Regions from separate parts of the Mus musculus genome. Here all the other regions are linked to region 1. The links are chromatin contacts, called in public HiChIP or PLAC-seq and promoter capture Hi-C maps. All regions are on one chromosome and are shown on one strand. The core of a region is the stretch at or near the end of the contact, and the rest is flanking DNA. Distances in the headings are between cores, read along the strand shown.

Region 1 (3,132 bases), core at 111-2,610:
CACTTTTTTTTTTTTTTTTTTTTTTTTTTTTAGTCAGGGTTTCTCTGTGTAGCCCTGGCTGTCCTGAAACTCACTCTGTAGACCAGGCTGGCCTCAAACTCAGAAATCTGCCTGCCTCTGCCTCCCAAGTGCTGGGATTAAAGGCATGCGCCACCACTGCCGGGCTAGAACCACTCTTAAGGAGCCATTGGAGACTGCTCATCTCAGTGTCAGGCTGTCGAGAAAGCATTGTTATCATCTGTCCTCAGGAAGCCTTTCCTCAGTCCAAGGCTTCTGTATTTCCTACTTACCATACCCCCACCCCCCCATACAGAGACTGTATGAGTGGTGATGTTGGCCTCTCTCTTTCAGCCCAGTATATTGGCTTCCATGGCCACACTTGCCAAGTGGAAGATACTTAATGCATATCTAACCCCGCAGATACATATCTGTAGACATGCCCTGTCAAGACATGCAGGACATGGCCCTGTCAAATGCAGTCATTGCAAAGTATGTCCCACAGCCCAGGCCAGCTGGGGCCCTGCTTTTGCATAGCTCATTTGGATCGGACACAAATTCATTTGTTTGTAATCGCTTGTGACTGCTTTTGTGCTACAGTGACAGCGTTAGGGACTTGGGACAAAGGTTATAGCGTTTGTCAAGCCCAAGCTATCTGCTGGTTGGTTATTTACAGAAAACATCCAGTCATTCACACATTAAGAACTTTGGCTCAATTATTCATTTCTATGCGGAAGTCAGTGCTCTTAACCACTCTTTTTTTTTTTTTTTTTGTGGTTTTTCAAGACAGGGTTTCTCTGTGTAGCTCTGGTTGTCCTGGAACTCACTCTGTAGACCAGGCTGGCCTCGAACTCAGAAATCCGTCTGCCTCTGCCTTCACCTCCCAAGTGCTGAGTGCACCACCACTGCCCCGCACACTCTTAACCGCTGAGCCATCTCTCCAGCCCCGCCAAGACTGTCTTTTAACTGGAACACCCAGATGTAGCTTCTCAGGCTGTTAAAATGTTGCAACAATGAGAAAAGCTACCCAGGGAGCCTTGGTCCTTCTCCTTTAATCCCCCAAGAGCCACCTAAGATTGGGGGTGGGGGTGGGGCGGCAGAGGCAGAGAGGCCTGGGATCAGGACTTCAGGTTAGTCCTTGGTTCTAGCCAGCTCCAGCCCACCTGGGATCTAGTTGAGAAAGCACAAGATCTAGCTCATCTCATGGGTCAGATTCTATTTGAGCAGCTGGGATAGGTACAGGAGCAGCCAACCTTTCCAAGGCTCATTGTCCCTGTCTGAGAATTGGAGGTAGTAGTGGAAGCAGCTTCACACAGACGATTCAAGGAATTAACACGTGAATTGGACACTGCTTTTCCTGTGAATTGGCTGCAACCCCAGCCTCCTCTGGTATTGTAACCGTGGGGTCTTTGGGTGTGCCGGGGCGTGATCCTGAGGACCCAGGTTCAGACAGGTGTTTTAGATTCTTCACAGTCAAAGTCACTGCAAGGAGCATTAGGAATCCAAATTCCGACCTTGTGATCTCGCGTAGAGTTAGGAAGATTCAGACCCTCCACCCCTGACAGACAAATGATCATTCTTTTGTGCGTCCTTGGAAAATGTCTTCGAGATCAGCAGTCATGAAGACTTGAGCAAGAAGAGGAGAAATAATGAGATCCTCCAACAGGGTTAACTCTTGACTGTCTGGGCAAGAAAAGCTTTTGCTCTCCAATAGCAGTGACCAAATAAGTAGGGAGGATAACCAGCCTGGGTTACACTGGAAGGCAAACCTATCGTCAGGGCATCGCCTGTGGGCTCAGGAGAGAGTGGGTGGGGGCTCAGGAGAGAGTGGGGGCTCAAGGGAGAGATGGGGGCTCAGGGGAGGCTCAGGGGAGAGATGGGGGAGAGATGGGGGCTCAGGGGAGGCTCAGGGGAGAGATGGGGGAGAGATGGGGGCTCAGGGGAGAGATGGGGGTTCAGGGGAGAGATGGGGGCTTAGGAGAGAGTGGGGGCTCAGGGGAGAGATGGGGGACTCAGGGGAGAGATAGAGGTTCAGGGGAGAGATGGGGGCTCAGGGAAGAGATGGGGGCCTCTGGGCTATTCGGCTTGTTTGGGTCAGGTCAGCAAAGCCACAATGACCACCTGGCTAAGGGGTTTGAGTACCAGCTACGGATACATCCTTCGTCACCATCAGACAGCCTGGCACCCTGCGTGTGACTCTCCTCCTCCTTGGGTACCACCCTCTCCCCAAGATTCATGAGAGAGATCCTGAAGGCTTGAGACAGTTAAAAAAAAATAACTCTTTCAATGCCAAGGAGAATTTTTTTCTCTGTATATAGGACTTAGCTCTGCCTTCATTTCCCCTCTTGCCTCTTGGAGAAGGCTCTCCCTGGTAAGACTGCTAGGTGAACATAAAGATATTGGGCAGGGATCAGGGCAGAAGAGACTCAAGATTCCAGGCTAAGGGACTTCTGCTATGGGGCCAGCCTAAGGGTCATGTAAGAGTTACTTTGTTCATAGCTGGGACAAAGCACCTGACAAAGATAGCGTCAAGGAGGAGGAGGGGTTTACTGTCTGTCTGAGGCTGCAGGAGATCCGCGGTGGTTAGCTTGTTCACGTTAGGACAAGGATCAGAAACAGAGAGAAAGGGACCAAGAACTAGAGGTGGAGCAGAGATCCTCCGAGGCCCATCTCTAATGGCCTACCTCTGTACAAGTCGGACCCTTGTACTCCAAGTTTCCCCAACCTCCTCAGACAGCAAGGGGTAGAGGGCACCGAGTGCTAGACACTCCCATCTAGACATTTAACAATGGGAGCTGGGGACGGTGGGAGGGATCCTCGGGCCCACTCCAGTGCGGTGGTGTGGCTCAGGGACTCAGACATTTTGGACAAGTGCTTCCTACCCTGGCTGTAGTTATTTTTTTCTTTCAGGTAAGTGTCATTCTCAGGGGCTCTTGGCAGATGGGACAGATCAAAGTTGTAGAAACGAGTGTTAGAGAAAAGTGCATGGTTTATAAATCTTTTTCTTCCAAAGAGCTCAGAGTGCAAATGGCGCCCCTCTGGTCCGAAGGGATGAGAAAGGATCCTGGATGGCTTCAGATGACTAAGATGTTGGAGCAGATTCTGTCCTTCAAGCAATGGTCGTGTGGATTGAAC
Region 2 (3,088 bases), core at 491-2,990, 540 kb after region 1:
ACTCTGCTTATAGGATCTCCATTCTGCTGGTCCTTCTTGCTTCCTGTCTACCCATTCCCCCCACACTGGATGCTCCATTTGTTTAAAAGACCTGCTTGAGCATCAGTCAGAACAAAGAAAAGTTCCTGGATGTGGGCTTACTCTTCTCGGATCTATTTCTCCAGTCAGCCTTCGTCGACCCCACACTTGCTGGGAAGTTCAGAGTTAGTTGGAGCTGGATGAGGCATCTGTCAGAGGCTCTTTTCCCAGACATGTTTTCCATCTAGTCCCTAATGCAGCCTGCCAGGATTAATCAATCCTGCGAGCGCCCCCCCCCCCAGATCGTCCCTTTAACTCTCAGAACCGCTCAGCCAGCAGCAGCAAAAGATGAGTTTTTATACAGCCTTGATTTTCTCTGACAGAGGGCACAGCCCTCTCAAAGACTTCTGAATCTAACGATCTAGGAAAATATTGGGTATTTCTCTGCTGTGGAAGGCTCTGTGCCCCCTCAACCCCCTCTTGTCTTCTTTTTCTCCTGCCTTTGTATTTCTTCCCATCCTCTCCCCTCCTGTCTTTTTTTTTAACTACTGCTCCAGCACCCCAACTCATTCCAAAGTTCAAAGCCACCAGATCCTTAAAAAATAAAATAAAGTAAAACTTTCAGTATTATCTTCATGCTGACTTTGAGCTTTAGAGTTTTGGTTTTGGGTGCTGAAAAAGAAAGAATTCAACACGAGCAGCAGCTTAGGCTAAGACACGGAGGAGGGTGCTGCTTGGAGCGAGCGTATCTGAGGGAATAGCATATGGGCTTTTGTTGAAATGTTCAGAGACCCGCTAGTTTCTGGGCCAAGGGTTAGAATGCTTGTATTGAACACTGGCTGAGCTGAGTTCATGTCTTGTACAGCATCCCCTGACACCTCAAATCCACCACTGCTTTGCTCCCCTGACCTATGCACTTGGCGATAGCTCGAAAAGTTTTCAGTCAAGTACGTACCCCGAGCCACACCGCCCACCCTAAGAAAGCAAGGGGGTTTGCATAGGAGGTGCGGAGTCTGTAGGAGTGTTGTTCCCCGTCAAAAAATTCCTGTCCCTTTTCAACAGCCTCTCCCTTACACAAGCGATAATTTCTCATGTTCCGGCGTGAGATACCGGGTACGACGGGCTTAGTCCAGACACCCTGTTCCAGTTGCCTGCGTCCACCCGTCAAGATTCTGGGGCACAGGCAAGAAAAGGGGGGGGGACCTCCCAGTGTCCCTAACTCATGAACGAGGTCATTACCTTGGCATCGGCTTGCGGGCTGTGATACTGGCGACGATGATGCTCTCGGGACGCGGAGTGGCCACTGCTTTGAAGGTCCCTTTCCAGAACTTCTCAAACAGCTGTTTCTCGCCCTGCTGCAGGCTAGCCATCCTGAAAGCCCAAGGAGCCCGGGAGCCTGGGGCGCTGTCCGAAGTGCTGAAACGTGGATTACAAACCCGATGACACGCCCTGGGCTCCGGGGCGCTGTCCGCGTGAAACCCCCAAGGGGTGGGGTGGGGAGAGATCGGAGTTCAGGGCGGGGGATGGGATAGAACGGGACGTCTCGGGTTAGGCAGGCAGCGGAGAAAGAAGGTGGTTCCCCGGCTGGGTTCACCTCTTGGCTTGGCTCTGAGCTGCGCTGGGAGCAGGCTGAGCTCCGTGTCTTCGGCGAAGCAAAGCTAGCCGGCTTTCTCTACCGCGCAGAGAACAGAGAGGAGGCGACCGGGGCGTCTGCCGTGCGTGCGCGTGTGAGCTCCGGCGCGCCCGGGTTTTGTCTCTTGCACAATGTGACGTTGGAAGGGGAGGCTGGTCGCGCGAGCTGTACTTTCCTCCCTCCCCTTCTCCGTCTCCTCCTTCCCCAGCAACCCCTCCTTCTCTGGCTCAGCCTCCCGCCGCCATCTGCATAACAAAAGCCCGCAGGTCTGAGGAGGAGAAAGGGAGGGGCGAGCGCTTGTCTCTAAGGCCCCGTGGCCACAGAGTTGCGACTCTGACCCCTCTGAGAAGCGACCCCAACACCTCAAACAGAATCAAAAAGGAGATTCTTTCTCTTAGCCCTCACCCTTCCTCCATCGTCGCAGGCCTTCCCCTCAACCCTTACATGCGCACTCCCGGGCCTGGGCCACCTCCCTATCCTTTTGCAAGACTTGGGGAGCATCTTCCATTGAGGGAGCTACTAAAAAATGCCCCACCTATCCACCCACGCCAACCTGCCTTCACCCACCCCACTTCTGGGATGGACTGCCGAGGTCTGCAAAGTGTGTGTGTGTGGGTGCCCCTATGATTTTCTTTACGCCTGGGGGGCTCTTCCACCCCCCCACCCCGAAAATGCCATTTGACGGACAATCCGTCACCAGCGCGGTTTCTCGCCATCTGTCGAGCCGGCCCCCACCCGCAGAGGGGCGCAGCGTCACATCTGTGCTTGCGGCGCTATAAAGGATATCTCTTTTGTGCCTCGCAGCCGGCCTGCTTCGCGTCCCCGCTGCCAAAGCCCTCCAAAAGAACACCCCTCCCCCACCCCCCTGAGAACCCGCAGCCTGGGTGTGAAACAACAGTCCGATTTGGCAAAGAAAGACTGAGGGGGGAAGGGGGGGGAGGGCTTCCGAGGATTACAAGTAACTTTTTGGTCTTTCCATCTTCTTCCTCCCCCCTACTCTCCCAGTCCCAGCAGAGACTCAGAATCTCAAACTCCAGATGCGCAGGCAGTAGACAACAATGTCTCCCCGTTTTGCCGTAAGGGTCTTCTTAGGGAAGATATCTTAGTGAGATTTCCCCAGCCCATTTCTCCTCTGGAGCCTTTTAATACTTGGGAGTTTCACCTACCGCCAGGGTTTAAAAGTGAAACTCCTACAAGGAGCTTCTGCTAAGTCTTACAAACCTCCAAGCACTGACACCGGGTTCCACCCTGAAGGCAGAAAAAATTCTCTAATTTTTGTTGACCTAGTAGCAGTGGGGAGCGAAGACACCCCCACCCCCACCCCCAACATCAGTGCGAACTTTGTAAGTAAGTCCTTTGTAAGAGAATAGGAGGTACACGGAGGGGGGAGCAGAGTAGGGGAGAGGAGGACAGGATGGGGCAAGAGAAGCCGGGACA
Region 3 (3,037 bases), core at 372-2,871, 740 kb after region 1:
TGCATGTATGTGTGTGTGTGTGTTTGTGTGTGTGTGTTTGTGTGTGGTGTGTGTTGCTTTGGGAAGGTAGAAGAAGGAACTGGATACTCAGGAGATGGAGTCCAGATGGTTGTAAGCCACCCTGTGTGGGTGATAGGAACTGAAGCAGGGTCCTCTGGAAGAGTAGCCAGTACTCCCAATGCACTGATCCATCTGTACTCAGCAGTAAATGCATGTGTCTGCTTTCTTACACCGACATCAGCTCACGGTATCAGGCATGTTTTCTTTCTACCTTTTTAGGCAAAATAGGCTTTTCTTTCTTCTTGCATATTCTACATGTATAGGCTTTTCCTGTCTCCTTATGTGGAGTTCAAGTCTGAGGCTTTGTCTACAACTCCAAGAGGGTTTAATCTAAGAGCTGAGAGGTGCCTCCCCAATAGGGCCCTTTCTGAGCCCTGCTGGGTCTCCCAGGTTTCCCATTACAGTTGCCAGGAACAACTGTCAGTCGTTGGCATGATCAGTTCTGGACTCAAGCAGCCTAGTGGTCTTGCTAATTGCTTCTGATCCTCTCAAACAGCCTACTGTAAATACCTTGCTTCTACAACGGATTTCTCCCAGCCCAATTGATGCTCTTTGGGAATGAAAGCTTCTGAAGCTAGAGCTTGCCCTATACTGTATGGGTCTAGCCTGCACCATATAGCCCTTCTTAGCTTTCAAAGGTCAGGGTCAGGAAAGCTGGGGGGAGGGGAATCCATCACCAGAAAACTGGATTAGAAGGATAAGCAGAACTTGATACTATGCCTGCATAATACCATGGTGTGTGGACTTTTGAGAATGGATCGTGTTCATTAATGTAATGTGCATTAATCATAATGGAATAAAATCTGAGGAAGTTGAACCACACGGGTAGATTTATTTTTGTCATCAAAGATGGGAAGCACACAACACTCTTTAAATGTACTGGAAATCTTTTAAAAGAAAAAAGAAAAGAAAAGAAAAAAGCGCGCACAGTGTGGAAGTAGAGAGAAAAGGTGATTTACAGCAGAGAGCCAACAACCATCTGAGTCAGGTGACCGAGTACAGCCCCGGCAGTCATCAATCATTCCGATACCTCAAACCCTTGACATGGCATTTGACCTTGGGGACGCTCTCCCCAACCACACTGCACCACGCCATCATGAGAGAAATGTCAGACCAACCCCAATCGCTGGGCATTCCATAAACACTTGAATAGCGCTCCCCCCACCTCCCGCCCCCCTGAGGATGGCCAAGGTCAGGAGCAACCTGGAAGTCTAAGGAACAAACAGAGCTGGGAGGAGTCTAAAGAGTGAGCAAGTGAGCATGGTTTGTGTATCCAAAGATCCCAGCCTGGGAAACGACATCAGGCCAAACCTGTCAAAACCCAAACGGGCTGTGACGTTGAGTTAATAAGCATGTGCCAATATTGGTTCAGGAGTGAAGAATACTAAGTAATAAGATATTAATGACAGAGGAGTCGGATGTGGAGTGCAAGGAAGTTCCGAGATATCTTATGATTTTATGCCAATCCAAATGCCTTCCTTACTCTTCCAGTTGTTCAACGAAGTGCCTGGGGAAAAAAAAAGAGATGACTGAAATGAAAGGGAGGCGGCTGCGTTTATTTTGGCTTGCAGATTGAGGGTAGGGCTCATCCTGATGAGCTCCCAGAGAAAGGAGTGTGCAGCAGCCCAGGCAGGAAGCAGAATCGAGACGAATGTTTACACTCAACTCGCTTTCTCCTTTTTATTCAGCCCTGGACCACAGCCAGTAAAATGGGACCACACACATTTAGGGGAGGACCTTTCCATCTCAATGAATGGGAGTGTCCAGAGAGATCACCTGATCCCTCACGGCTTTGCCTAGAGGCTTTGTCTCCTTCCTCCTGGACAATTCCAGATCTTATCAAGTTGATGACCGACCCTAACCATCACAGTACCCAAGTCAGTATCCTCCAGCCTGGTTGGGTCTTGATGCCTCCATAGCGTCTCATCTCCCTGTTTCCTTACGTGAAAACTGTAAGGCTGTCTCAAGATCAGGGCTCAGAGAGTGGATGAGAGTCACTCCCCGGAAATTTCTCCTGAATGCCCTTGAAGATGGAAAGCGAGCGTGGCTGAGTTCTCCGAAGCCCCTCGGGGTCCAGCCCTTACTGTTTGCTGTAGAACCTCTTTGTATCCTTCACCATGAATGCCCCTTTATTTTCATCTAGCTGGTCTCACTGTTCTAGGATCTAGCATCTCCATGGTGAGGCAAGAGCAAAGTTAATTATTCACACTTTAGTATAAACCGCATTGTGTAGTTCTGAGTTCCGACCTCTCTCTCCTTGAGGCAGACAAGACTGCCATTACATTATAACACCATATCTATCTTTGCCCCACCCACCCCCAATTCTAAGGAGATCAAAGATGAAAGATTTGGATGAAGAAGCATCTTCTACATCTCAACTTCTTTGCATGCCTGCCTTGTCTGTTCAAAGCTCCTTCAGCTACACCTGGGCCACTCATCTGTAGCTTCTATCCTACACTGGTTATAGGTCGTCACTGGAAATGACTGGCGGGCCTTTGAGCATTAGTGCTGGGGTAGGCTTCTCAGAAGGGCTGCTGCCTCCAAGTCCTTGTGTTTCTAAGTTATTCTAGTAACACTCACTAAAAACGCTTTGTGGAGACCTTTCTTCTTTCCATTGGTTTCCTACCTGGAGTGAATAGACATTGGTTAGTGTCTTCACAGAAAAAGCCACACCATGGTATTGCCAGCTGCGCCCCCTAACATCCCTGGTGGAGGCCCTTTATGCTTTATCATCCCTCCCCACTCTCTTCACACCCAATCCACCACCCCCTGTAACTAGTTCGTCAAAGTCATCTCAGTATCTCTTTTGGATGTGCCACCTGTTTCCTGCTGGGTCCCTGAGAAATGCAGACTCCAGGTGCCCTCTCTTACCTTCCTTAATGGCAGCTGGAAGAATCCACTCCCAAACTCTGGGATTCGTGGACAGAACAATGAAGCCTCAGAGAGAGTTCTGCCAGAGCCTGGAGACAGAGTAAGA

Evidence for each region. Promoter capture Hi-C pulls out the DNA fragments that hold promoters and counts their contacts. HiChIP or PLAC-seq counts read pairs in DNA pulled down with a chosen protein or histone mark.
Region 2: a contact with region 1 is called in a promoter capture Hi-C map of embryonic stem cells, with 5 times the contacts expected there. The contact joins the promoter of Srrm4 here to the enhancer-like site in region 1. A contact is called at or near these places in 4 of 39 promoter capture datasets (embryonic stem cells and stem cell-derived epiblast-like cells) and 5 of 115 datasets of contacts at active chromatin or transcription factors (VIP interneurons, embryonic forebrain, embryonic stem cells and 1 more).
Region 3: an H3K27ac HiChIP or PLAC-seq map of embryonic stem cells shows a contact between it and region 1, with 4 times the contacts expected there. The contact joins two enhancer-like sites. A contact is called at or near these places in 1 of 115 datasets of contacts at active chromatin or transcription factors (embryonic stem cells) and 1 of 9 other capture datasets (embryonic stem cells).

Annotation. Positions count from the first base shown.
Region 1 is chr5:116,051,746-116,054,877 of GRCm38.p6, forward strand. The region is part of intron 1 of Tmem233 (transmembrane protein 233); the gene reads right to left. Among named protein-coding and RNA genes, the nearest start is that of Gm13842, 24 kb to the left of the region's middle. Within about 2 kb of position 1,361, at least 7 of the 459 cell types and tissues checked have an H3K27ac peak or open chromatin away from gene starts, as enhancers often do. A contact at or near this core is called in embryonic stem cells, where this site is marked.
Region 2 is chr5:116,590,077-116,593,164 of GRCm38.p6, forward strand. Srrm4 (serine/arginine repetitive matrix 4) reads right to left here and starts at 1,741. Exons shown (of 13, transcript NM_026886.3): 1 at 1,258-1,741. The coding sequence starts at 1,388.
Region 3 is chr5:116,788,875-116,791,911 of GRCm38.p6, forward strand. No RefSeq gene overlaps it. Among named protein-coding and RNA genes, the nearest start is that of Gm29843, 12 kb to the right of the region's middle. Within about 2 kb of position 1,622, at least 7 of the 459 cell types and tissues checked have an H3K27ac peak or open chromatin away from gene starts, as enhancers often do. A contact at or near this core is called in embryonic stem cells, where this site is marked.